Linked DNA regions of Sus scrofa: all the other regions are linked to region 3. The links are chromatin contacts, called in public Hi-C maps. All regions are on one chromosome and are shown on one strand. Each heading gives the region's core, a stretch centred on a gene start, on an enhancer-like site or on the middle of the called end of the contact. The rest is flanking DNA. Distances are from core to core; before and after follow the strand shown.

Region 1 (3,969 bases), core at 853-3,352, 84 kb after region 3:
GCCTAAATAAGACTAAAATTTTCAAATGCCAAAGCAAACCCCATTTTACAACGGAGCACATTTCAATACACGAGCATTCAGAATATCAATTACATTATCATATAACTTAACAAGAAGAAAATAAGCTATACAGCAGCTTGAGACCAGACATTCATTAAAAAACTCCTCAATGATAAAGACAGAACATCAGAAGTTCTAAAAAAATTATTTTCTGTGATACTTAGGAAGGATTCTGTCTGTGGTTCATCCTGTTTCTTTTTTTTTTTTCTTTCCCGATATTTAACAAAAGAAAATAATTGGTTTTAAAAGACTACATATACCTCAAAAGCAATTTCACAAATCACTGAAAGGAGAGAGAAGAAAGGCAAGTGTGGGGGGTGGGCATGGAAAGAAAAGATTCACTCTTAACCAACTATTTTATTGGACACAACTGCAAAAAATACAGTATTTAGGAGTTCCCATCAGGCTCAGTGGTGAACGAATCCGACTAGGAACCATGAGGTTGCGGGTTCGATCCCTGGCCTCGCTCAGTGGGTTAAGGATCCGGTGTTGCGGTGGCTGTGGTGTAGGCCAACAGCTGCAGCTCTGATTGGACCCCTATCCCGGGAACCTCCATATGCTGCGGGTGCAGCCCTAGAAAAGGCAAAAAGAGAAAAAGAAAGAAGACCTTTAAAAATGCTGAAGCCAATACATTGCTCGCTGCGTTGAGTGCTTGGCTCGTGTTAACAGCAGCCGTTAAAGCAAACCTAACACAGACACAGTGGGTTACAAATGCAGGTACGTGGAGCTCTGAAATAAGCTACAACGAGCAGCCTCTGATGAACTTCCCCGAGTCAGGAGTAGCCAGAGGAAGCGAAAGGAGGGAAACAGGAAAGAACACAGATAAAACCCTTTTCCCCCCGGTAACGTCAACGTGGCATTGACAGGAATCTGGTCTTTTCCTGATCAACTGGCCACGTGAGGAACAGAGAGTGAACGTTATTAGGTACCGCCAGAAAATCCAAGACCACAGACCACAAAAAAAGGAGCAGAAGTTCTAGAAGGAAGCCTTGAGAAAAGGAGAACAGAGGGAGAGAGAAGACAGAGCTTAAAAGCACTTCGTGGGGATAAGCTTCCCCGAGTACACAGCTACGACCTTCACCACCTCGCAAGGTAAGAATGTTTTTCTGTGTTACACGTGGTTTCCTAACAGCCCAAACCAAAGGCCAAGCTCTGGCTCGCAGCAGCCTTACCTGGAGAGCTTGCGAACACAAACACGGGCCTGAGTTAATGCTCCAGGATTTGCATTTCTCATGAGGCCGTAGGTTCTGATGTTTGACTCGAGAGCACATTGCAACACACACTGCCTTATTCTTACTCTTCCGTAGCACCTCTCCCACTCATGACTGTTTACTTCAGATCTGTCGTCTGGGGACAGGAAAGACTCTCCTAAACCCATGGATGTACTCGTATCACTTACCACAACGCCAGATACATCACACGCTCCAAATATCGTTTACTGAATACAGACATAAACGAAAGCACGGTGTAAATGTACGGGCAAAAGCCAGGAAAAACGTGAGATACAAAGAGGCAGAAAAATGCAAAAAAGTTACAAGAAAAAACATCAATGAATATTTTATATCATTAAAAGATGGTATTTGTAGGAGTTCCCTTGCAGCTCAGCAGGTCAAGGATCCGACACCATCACTGCAGTAACTGCAGTGAGTGGCATGGGTTCAATCCCTGGCCCAAGAACTGCTGCAGGTCACGAGCATGCCCCCCCCCCCAAAAGAAGGCGGTATTTTTAAACAGCAGGTGTGGTGAATTCACGGGGAGAAGAGAATCTGTTGCGGAGACACTGCCGTTACGTGGCTACGATCTAAATCATCACCACCACAAACACGCAGCAGGTGCCCCGAGTCAGGCGCTGACACCAGGCCGGTCCACCCCCTCCACCGCCCGCAACGCTCCCCCGCCTTTCAGAGGCAAGGCAGCGAGGCTGGGGTGAGGAAATCTTGTGCCCTCAGAGGCAGAAGGACCGAGGCGTCAAACCCCAGGTTTTCCTACCTCCTCTGCTCAGAGAATGGCCAGAGGCAAACCTTTTGCCCTGTTGACCTCTTGCTTAACTCTCACTCTTTCCATTACGTCAGGTTTTTGTTAGAGCTGTTTGGTGTTTATGTTTAACCCACCATTTAACGAGCACCCCAAGCGCTCAGTAACTCGGGGGTCAAGGATGGTCCGACGTCAATTCAGTGGACACGGTGCGCATGGGTCTGACGTCCAAATAAAGCCGACGTCTTCGTTTATAAGACGGGGCAGTGACACCAGCCACACGGGAGACGTGCTGAGCAGCAGCACCTCGCTTCTAGTGTCATCACCACCGTCGCCGTCCTTATTACTAATCCACAGATCAACCCCAAGATGACTATTAGTCCCAGGCGACAAATGAGGAAACGGAGGCTAACAGAGCAAGTCCCGGCATCTGTAACCACATCTATTTGACTTAAGTACCAGTTGAGGCTGATTATTTTATCTATACGTAAAGTGCTGTTAACCAAGATTTTGTTTTTAAAAGTTGCAACTTATAAACCTTAAAGGGAGTTTCCATCATGGCTCAGCGGATCTGACCAGTACCCATGAGGATGCAGGTTCAATCCCTGGCCTCGCTCGGTGGGTTAAGGAGCGCTGTGAGCTGTGGCGTAGGTCGCAGATGCAGCTGAGATCTGGTGTTACTGTGGCTGTGGTGTAGACCAGCGGCTACAACTCCAATCCGACTCCTAGCCTGGGAACCTCCATAGGCCGCAGGTGTGGCCCTAAAAAGACAAGGAAAAAAATAATAATAATAATAATCCTGAGTCTTCTCATTTATAGGAAAAGATTTTGTGTAGGTGATGAGGGTGGAGGGAGAGACTGTGTAACAGAATTAACCTCCACCTCCGATGAAGATTCGAGGCGCAGTGCGGAAAAGAAAGTGAAGCGGAAGCGTCTCCCTCCCCTGTGATAAACCGCACGTCCTGAGAGGGGCCTTCAGCAAGACCTTGGTCTGATGCAGCCCCACGTTCTCAGAGGCTGTATCTCTCATTCTAGGACACACGCCCTCCCTGGAAATCCAGCCCCTGACAGGCAGAGGCACAGCACACCTACGACCTCTGTGTGCACAGCACCAACCACTCCAACGACGCGCGTGCAGGGCGCTGGCTGGTCCAGAGACTTCAGAGAACGGGCGACCAGAGCAGTACACGCTGGGACCCTTGCCGTGTGAACCGCGTCCCCCCCACCCGGGAGCCATGTGGTGGCGGTTTAAGCAGCCTCGGCGTGCAGACAGACCTCCCCGTGGCGTAGCATTAAATCTGTTTCTACAATTACCACAGCCGAGGTCAAGGTGGTACATGCTCATTTCCTTCCAACTGTCAAGGCCTGTCTGTAGGAATTAGTATAATGTTTCCTTTGTTTTTTAAAACCTGTGGCTCACCTCCTGGAAGAAAGGGCACATGTCAACCCAGGTGTTTCTCTCTTCAAAGGCACTGTTATCATTAACACCTACAGGAGAGTCCCGACCACGACCACGCAAGCTTCAGAATGCATATGCAAATTACCCTTGCCACGCAATTTAAAGACGAGCGGTTTGGGCTCATCCCTTCACAAGGCTATGACGCGCTAGCCAGCTCACCTCTTCCCTCGCATACGTTTCCGCCTCTGACGGACGCGAGAGGAGGAAACGCTGGATGTCCCACTGTGATGGCCTCCTCCTATATTCATCTCGCCCAGCGGAAGCAAAACGTAAGCCAAGTGCAAATACAGATGTTCTAGTGGCAACATCAAAAAAGGAAAAAGAAACGGGTAAGGCTCATTTCAATAATGTATCTTATTCACTCCAATAGTTTAAAAGTATGCAATTCACATAAGACATTGTATATGAATGGTTAATATTTTAATAATGTCTTAATGACTTAACGGTAACATTCTTTTCAAAGAATGTGTATTTTT
Region 2 (4,042 bases), core at 435-2,934, 120 kb after region 3:
CTTACTTGAACAACAAAGTTAGTAAATTCTTATTTACTGTGTGTCAAAGTCGAAAAAATTAGAAGTCCAGGAGGAAAAAGAAAAAAACAAAAAACAAAGGTAAACCCTAGAGCCAATGAGAAAAAACATGCAACTACTTAGGGTCAAACAAGATTATGGAATCACTTCCAAAGCCTGGGAGTTACTATCAAAGAAACCAAAACTTGTTTAGGATTGTTTGTTGAGGACAGAGGTGTGGTTATATCCTAAGTAAAAAAAGTTTCAGGAGGCCTTCCAATGGGAAGATGCTGCTGCATGAAGAAGTGTTTTTGAGACTGTGCAAAAATACAAAACAAAAAAAAAAAAATCCCCAACCCTACCACAAATGTTTTCCAGAATACACAGCCAAATACTTAAATACGAGGAGAGATCATCTTAGCAAAAAAAATAGTGGGTTGCTACAGCGTTCCTATTGTCCAGACCAGCAGTCAGAAGAAATGAGTGTGCGCGCGCGCGCGTGCGCTGGGAAGCACTATTTCCACAAGCTGGTTTATACAGGAAAGAGTGCCCATGCTCCCTTGGATACACTTATCTCGGGTTCACTGAAAGATAAAGCTGACTTGGGTAATGCGAAGGCCACCTTGTCTCTGCAGGTGCTATTAAACATCGTGAAGGGAGAAGGAGAGAGAAACTATCTGATCCTTGAGACCGACACGTGGGAAAGTAAATAAGAGCAGGCTGTCATCGCCATTAATCAATTTCTCGAACTGATCAAGCATCAACAAACACGTCTAGGTGGGCAAGGTCGGGAGCGCCAAGTTATCTTTCCGCCCCTGAAATGAAGGCTCCTGAGGCTGCGATCTTAGCCAGGACGCCTGAAAAGCACGTGTCCTCCCCTTTGGGTCTGGGGACCGTCCCGGGAAACAGTGGTTCAGAGTGAAAGTCCAGCACCCTCTGGCTGGCTCAGGCAGGCAAGCCTAACAGGGATGCGCTCTGATGGGAAAGCTCCGGGCCCCGGAGAGGAGACACCAAGAGGCGGCGGCGCTCCAGGGTTCCACCGTGTCCCCCAGCCCGACTCACCTCTGCGGCGGGGATGTTGACCACGCCGGTGGAGCGCCGCTTCTCCCGCAGCTTCCTCTTCTCGATCTGCCCCTTGCCTTTCCTGGCACTGGGGCCCGAGCTCTTGCCCTTCTCCGGGGCGCCGTCCCGTTCCTCCTCTGCGCCCCGGGAGGGAGCAGCGCCCGAAGCGGCGGCGGCGGCGCCCCCGGCGGCGGCGGGAGCCTCATCCTCAGGCCGCCGCGGGCCGGGGGCGGCGCGGGCCAGCGGCGCCGGCCCCCCGCGCAGTTCACGCCCCCGGGGGCGGCAGGTGCTGCGGCGCCGCCCGGGAGGTTGTTGTTGAGCTCGTTGGCCGCCGCGGCGGCCGAGGTGCTGCCCAGGGCGCCCGGGGGGAGCTTCCCGGCCGCGTCGCCGGTGCCCCCGCCGGGGGCGGCCGGGCCCGGGGGGTTCTGCTTGGCGCGCATCTTCTCGCGCTTCGCCTTCCACTCCTCCAGGAAGTCGGTGGTGCTGCCGCCGCCGCCGCCGGCCCGGTAGCCGCCGGTCGCCATGTTCCCCGCGGGCCGGCCGGGCTCGCACCTCCGGCCGCCCGCCCCGGCTCTGGCTGCCGCCGCCGCTTCCTTCCCGCCACCCGGAGGAGGCGAGGGAACGACCCGCGGCGCGGGGCCCGGCCGCGGCGCCCCGGGACACCGGCTGCTCTGCGGGGAGACACAAAAGGGGGCGGGGGAAGCGCCGCGTCAGGTCCGCGCCCGGCCCGAGGGTCTGTCCCGCGGCCGCGCCCCCTGCGCCGCCCCCCCGAGAGCGCGCCCGCTCCGCGCCGCCGGCGAGGAGCCGCCGAGTCCCCACCCTGCCAAGTTTCTCCAACGCACCTACACGGCGGGCCGGGACGGTCGCCGCCCCTCGAGGGGAGGAGAGAGGCACTGTCCCCACCCCCGGCTCGCCCGCCCCTCCGCGCCGGGGTCGGCGCCCGCGGCGATCGGGGGACCCGGGCCGCGGCGCACCACCTGTCGGCCCGTCGCATCTCCTGCCCCCCGCCCCGGCCCGGAGTCCCCGCCGCCCGCACCCTCACGCCCGCGGCGAGGCGCGGAGCCCGCTCGCCGGCTCCCGGAGGAGGCGGGACGCGTCCGGGCCCCGCTGTCCAGCCGAGTCCGAGAGAAGCCAGGGCGCGTGCGGAGGGCGGACGGCCCGGGAGGCCGCTTACCTGGGAGGAGTTGGGGGGCCGCCGCGCGGGGACAGGAGCGGGCGCCCAGGTGAGCCGCGGCGCTCGCGCGGAAGGAGCCGCCGCGTCCAACTCGCCGCCCGGAGCCCGCGGCTCTCCCGGCCTGGGAGGCGGGAGGGAGGGGGGAGGAGGGAGGGGGAGCCGAGCGGCGCCGAAGGGCGAGCGGAAAGGACCGAGGCGGCGCGCGAGGGGCGCGGCGCGCGGCGGGGGGCGGGGGGGCTGCGCCCCCGAAGCCCCGCCCCCGGCGCTCAGGTGCGCGGCGCCGCGTCCCGCCCGCGGAGCGCAGCGCACATTCCTGGGCTTGCAGCCTCCCGGCGTCCGGCCTCCCGGCGCCTCCGACTCTGGGGCGGAACCCGGCCTCCACGCCCTTGTCCCCGCTGCTCGCCTCCGCCTCTCCCGTCTCCCACCACTCTTCCTTTTAAGTACAAGACACATTCTTCCCGGGAAACTCTCGAACACTGCTGCAATCAACTGGTGATGATTCAGGGCCTGACTAGCCAGGAGGGGAAAACACTCGCGCGTCACTTGGCCCCGTCGCTGCCCCCTTTTCAGAGGTGCCGGGACGGCAGGCAGGAGAGTACAGAGCTGAAACCCAAGACCCCCTTGTGTCTGTGGCCTCGGGTGAAAGTGCTGGTGGAAAGGAGGGGCTTCCACTGCCGGGGTGTTGCCAAGGTTTGACTATTCGTTCCCCTAGGCTTGCAGGAAGAAAACTAAAAACTCGTTTAACAATGTATTGGCGATCCCGTTTCTGCTTGGGGTTGCCTCTTAACCTTGTCTCACCACCGCCTCTTTACCGGTAGTGAATTTAAGAGCAAAGCTCCCCGCCAACGTCCTCGAGCTGCACTGACGTTGATCGGCTAAGAGCTGAGGCGGTGATTGTCTGTTTTCCTCCCTCTAACGTGCCATAGGCTAAATCTTATCCTCAGAGGCAAGTCATCTCAGATTCTGGCTCAGGACTGGGTAGCCTGCCCTCTCAACACCCGAGACCGACTTCACGGTACCCAGGTAATGCCAGGCATACACTATCACAGGCGACCCATGCCTGGTCACCATTTTGTGCAAGGTAGGCGAGCCCTGAGTCACATTCTTACTTAACAGAGGTCTTTCTTCCTCCTCCTACCTGTTTTGCCCAGGTGGCACATGGTGGGTGAGCAGTCGGCGTTGCCCGCCCAGGAGTGAGAACTGGAGAAAGTGATTCACAAGTTATTTATTTTTCAGAGGGAAAGTCACACCGTTCTGGTCTTTAGTCTAGCTGCTGGGTGCACATGTGGGTCCTCCCAAGAGCACTCTGGAGAAATCCTAAGAAAATGAAAGGGCTTCCTTGGGAATCGCTTTAAAAGGCTGAGTCTAGCTGGTACCAACCTGGGTGTGCCACCTGAAACTCCTCAATTAATAATTCATTATTTCTATTCTGAGTTTGGAGGGGGGAGAGGGAGAGTTGGACATGAAGCAGATTCCCATTCATATGCGTTGTAACTTACCAGGGGAGTCTCTTTTTTTTTTTTTTTGTCTTTTTGTCTTTTTGCCATTTCTTGGGCCGCTCCCGCGGCATTTGGAGGTTCCCAGGCGAGGGGTCGAATCAGAGCCGTACCCACCGGCCTACGCCAGAGCCACAGCAACGCTGGATCCGAGCCGCGTCTGCAACCTACACCACAGCTCACGGCAACGCCGGATCCTTAACCCACCGAGCAAGGGCAAGGATTGAACCCGCAACCTCGTGGTTCCTAGTCGGATTCATTAACCACTGCATCACGACGGGAACTCCCGGGAGTCTCTCTTGAAGGGATGCAG
Region 3 (3,743 bases), core at 760-3,259:
ATTCAGTGCACCTTCTCAACATTTTTTTCACCTTAGGACTGCGTGAGAAACTCAAGACTGAGTCTGGATGGTTCGACGGGAAACTTTTTCTTTCGCCTCCCCAGGAGCTGAGATTTCCCAAAGATTGGGCTTTTCCGTTTACAGAGCCTGGAGAAGATTAAGAAGCCTGCACTATATTAAGGAACATGCCTTGTCTATGCAGCATCCACATTTTAAAAGCCTGTGGAGACTCTGGCTTGAGAAAGCTAGAAAAGTAAACACCAACCACGATGACTGAAGAAGTTAATCTTTCCATTGCTGAATCTTGTCCCCAAACTTTTAATAAAAATAATTTAGGTTGTGGCCCTTGGAACTATTCCTTACAGAGACTGCTTATCATTATACAGGAATAGTTTCCACTATTTTCTGTTTATTTGCTTTGCCTCTATTTCTATTCTTTCCCACATAGATTAAACCAAAATAAAATTAGCCAGGCCTAATTTGATTCCAACCCAAGCCACACACCCTGCGTATTCCATTCCAAATCAAGATTCATTTACTAGCGTCCTTGGGGCCCAACGGAATGACCTACTGGAATTCATCAGCGAGGTCACAGAATAATATTGCAGGGCAACAAAAGAATGTGAAAAACACAAACAAGCCTGGAAACAGACTGGCCCAAACACATGGCTTGCTTAAGATGTTTCTTGTGGAATTTCAACGTTAAAAAATTCAGCCTCCCAGCAGGAGCAGCAGCCAAGGGGGAAGCAGATGCATTTGCATGTACTCATGGGTTCATCCACGCCTCCAGCCAACACTTGCTGAGCACCTAGTAGACTCCCAGACCCGGTGCACTCATGGACCCTCGAGCAGCAGAAGAGACGTCGGGGGGCCTTTCTAGTGCCCAGTTCTGCACTAAAGCTTGTCTCCCCGCTGCCTGCAGCATCCCTTCTGTATGTTATGAAATCTATGAGCATAAGCTTCACATTTCACCTGCTTCTATCTTTCGGTCATTGAGAAGCTGAATCAGCCACCTCCCTTTTGAGTCTCGCAACCAACAGCGTATGGATTCTTTTAATCTCAAGGAGTTTAGACTTTTTTTAACTTTCTTCGGAAGTCAAGAGTCACTCTAAAGGATGAAGTCAATTCATGTGCCAACAATATAAGAGCCACTGATATAATAGCTATACATGGTTTTATACCAGTGATAAGCCACTCAGTAGGGTTACCTCATGCGACAAACTCCCACCATATTTTTGATGCTCAAAATCCTGTTCATATAATAGAAGGTGAGAGAGTACGACGCCCATTTTGTAAATTAGGCAGGGCAGGCTAAAGAAGGGGAAATGACACAGCCAAAGCCACTTATAGTGGTGAATCCAAATCAAGACCATCTGAAGCAGAAACGGGCACCGCAGTGTGAATCGACTGTACTTTATTTAAAATGCACTGCTTAGTCCTAAATCTTTGGTTTTAGCAGCATACCATCTGCCCGGTCGGAATTAAAAACAAAAATTAAACACGTTGTAACAGCAGCCTATGGGTCTGTCAGACTTCCACAAACAGAACAAAAACGTTCACTTACTTAGAACATGTCATGTCAGCGAACAGGAAATCAGAAAAGCTGTATCTGTCCCCACATTTCATCATTATTTAGCTAATTAACCCACTGGGTCAAGTTCTGTGACAATTTTACACACTATTAAAAGAGTATAAAAATTGTCCTTTAAATTTTATAGGAAGTACAAAATCATTAATTCTAAAGTATTTTATATCCTACCTAGTGCAGCTGTACGAATTCTGAAAAGGGAGAGAAAAAAGCCCATATCCATTTTCTTCTGAGCAATATCTTAGGAGAGAGGGTACTTTTTTTTTTTTTTTTTTTGGATGTCTCTTATTTCGTGTCTAGAATATTGCAGTCACAATCAGCGAATTCTTTAAATTCCTCTCACGGACACCCCTTTGCACCATGAATCCGAAATTATGTAGGCATTTTCCCTTCTACACAAACAGACTGACTGGCTTGCAGCAGGTACTGAGTAATCAGTGGCAGGATCAAAGGTCAAAATCTCTGATCTGTATTCTAACCATGGCAGGACAGGTCACACCTCTGCAAACAAGCTGGAAACTGTGACACTCTCTCCAACAGCAACCGAATTCTCTAAGCTGAGCCTCATTTTAGCCATCGGTTTCTTTCAGCTCCCTTGCTAAATCTTTTTTCCCAGATCTGCTTCTTTCTCTTTCTCGCTTCATGCCTAACAAGCAAGGAAACAGACAAAAAGAAAGCTGTAGGTGTGGAGCCACAAGCCTGAAAAACCCGACGAAATGAGAGTTAACTAAATGGATTTCTTTGCTACAGTTCAGAACGCGACTTTTCTTGAATAATAGAACGAGTCCAAGGATCTTCAGCAGGGTACAAAGTGAGTCTGTAATAGAATTTCACTTGCATGAAAATGTTTGCAGAGTCACCAAATGGACTTAAGAAAACGCGTAAGGTGGTTTTTCCAAAAGGAAAAAAGAAAAACCACCTGTCAGAACTCTGCCACCAGGACAAAACTGATGCAAAAAACCAGTCACAAAAATCCTTCAGAAAAGGTCGTCTGGTCACCCAAAGAAATTTATAAATTGTCTGGAGAAGATGGATCAGATGCCATCAACACTATTCTTACGCATTAGGAAGCATGGCGGGGGGGACGAAGCCTACGTGGAAATAACAATGCAAACAGTTCCATCTTTACCAGGAAAGACATACTGACCAGGCATTTTTTAAAAACCGTACTTAATTCCTTAAAAATGCTAGAACCTCAAGAAGTTTCACCAGTCCTTTGGGGCCAGCTCTCCTCCCTCTGTGCTTGCTCCCGGTGCATCCATCCTTTAACTACCTGTAAATTTACTGAAGTCAGAGACCGTCTGATTCATTTCAGTACAGCCTTCAGCATATACCTCTGTGCTCTTACAATCATAAACAGGAGAGTTTAAATGAGCAGTTTTCGGAGCTCTCGTTGCAAACATATCCGACCAGTATCCTTGAGGATTCAGGTTCGATGCCTGGCCCCGCTCAGTGGGTTAAGGATGCGGCGCTGCCCGGAGCTGTGCTGTAGGCCGCAGAGGCAGCTAGATTTGGCATTGCTGTGACTGAGGCAAAGGCCAGAAGCTGCAGCTCTGATTCGACCCCTAGCCTGGGAACTTTCATATGCCACAGCGGAGGCCCTAAACAAACAGACAAACAAAAAACAACAAAAGAGAGAGTGGTTTTCAAACTTTGGGTGCATGAGCATCACCAGAAGATTTTGCTAAAAGGCCCAACCTTCAGACCCCAGATTCCAGAAAATCGGATCTAGTACATCTGAACTGAACTCAGCGATTAATTCAGATATTCAATAAGCATTTATGAAGTATTTACGTGGTAGGTGTTTTAACTCCACTATACGAACAAGGATTCAGAGCCACAAGTAAAGTAACTTGCTAAAGATCACAAAACAAAATAAGTAAAGGGTCACGTTTAGGCTGAAGTAGCAGCCTCCCCCTACTCACTCATTCATTCTTCATTCACTTACTCCACTGGTCATTAAAAACCTGCGGGCTTTCGAAAGGAAAACTCACACACCGACACCAAACGCCAATTATTTCTGTACTCTTCGCTGGCAGTCCCGAAAAACCTTCCCCCCGTGGCGCCCTGGAAGCCATCGGAAAGTGCACACGAAAGAAGAGAAGAGGGATGGCCTGGCTTTATTTCTAGAGATGGCAGCACTTCGCTATTTTAC

Evidence for each region. A called contact is a pair of places that touch in the nucleus more often than the background predicts.
Region 1: a Hi-C map of liver shows a contact between it and region 3, with 3 times the contacts expected there. The contact joins two enhancer-like sites. A contact is called at or near these places in 6 of 47 Hi-C or Micro-C datasets (fetal liver, fibroblasts and liver).
Region 2: a Hi-C map of liver shows a contact between it and region 3, with 5 times the contacts expected there. The contact joins the promoter of PAWR here to the enhancer-like site in region 3. A contact is called at or near these places in 1 of 5 promoter capture datasets (liver), 6 of 47 Hi-C or Micro-C datasets (embryonic fibroblasts, fetal heart ventricle and liver) and 1 of 2 datasets of contacts at active chromatin or transcription factors (skeletal muscle).

What each region holds. Positions count from the first base shown.
Region 1 is chr5:101,726,559-101,730,527 of Sscrofa11.1, reverse strand. The region is part of intron 2 of PAWR (PRKC apoptosis WT1 regulator protein); the gene reads right to left. Among named protein-coding and RNA genes, the nearest start is that of PAWR, 35 kb to the right of the region's middle. Within about 2 kb of position 2,102, at least 2 of the 83 cell types and tissues checked have an H3K27ac peak or open chromatin away from gene starts, as enhancers often do. A contact at or near this core is called in fetal liver and liver, where this site is marked.
Region 2 is chr5:101,690,787-101,694,828 of Sscrofa11.1, reverse strand. PAWR (PRKC apoptosis WT1 regulator protein) reads right to left here and starts at 1,684. Exons shown (of 7, transcript XM_021092812.1): 1 at 1,319-1,684; 2 at 1,060-1,316. The coding sequence starts at 1,583.
Region 3 is chr5:101,810,552-101,814,294 of Sscrofa11.1, reverse strand. No RefSeq gene overlaps it. Among named protein-coding and RNA genes, the nearest start is that of PAWR, 120 kb to the right of the region's middle. Within about 2 kb of position 2,009, at least 18 of the 83 cell types and tissues checked have an H3K27ac peak or open chromatin away from gene starts, as enhancers often do. A contact at or near this core is called in fetal liver and liver, where this site is marked.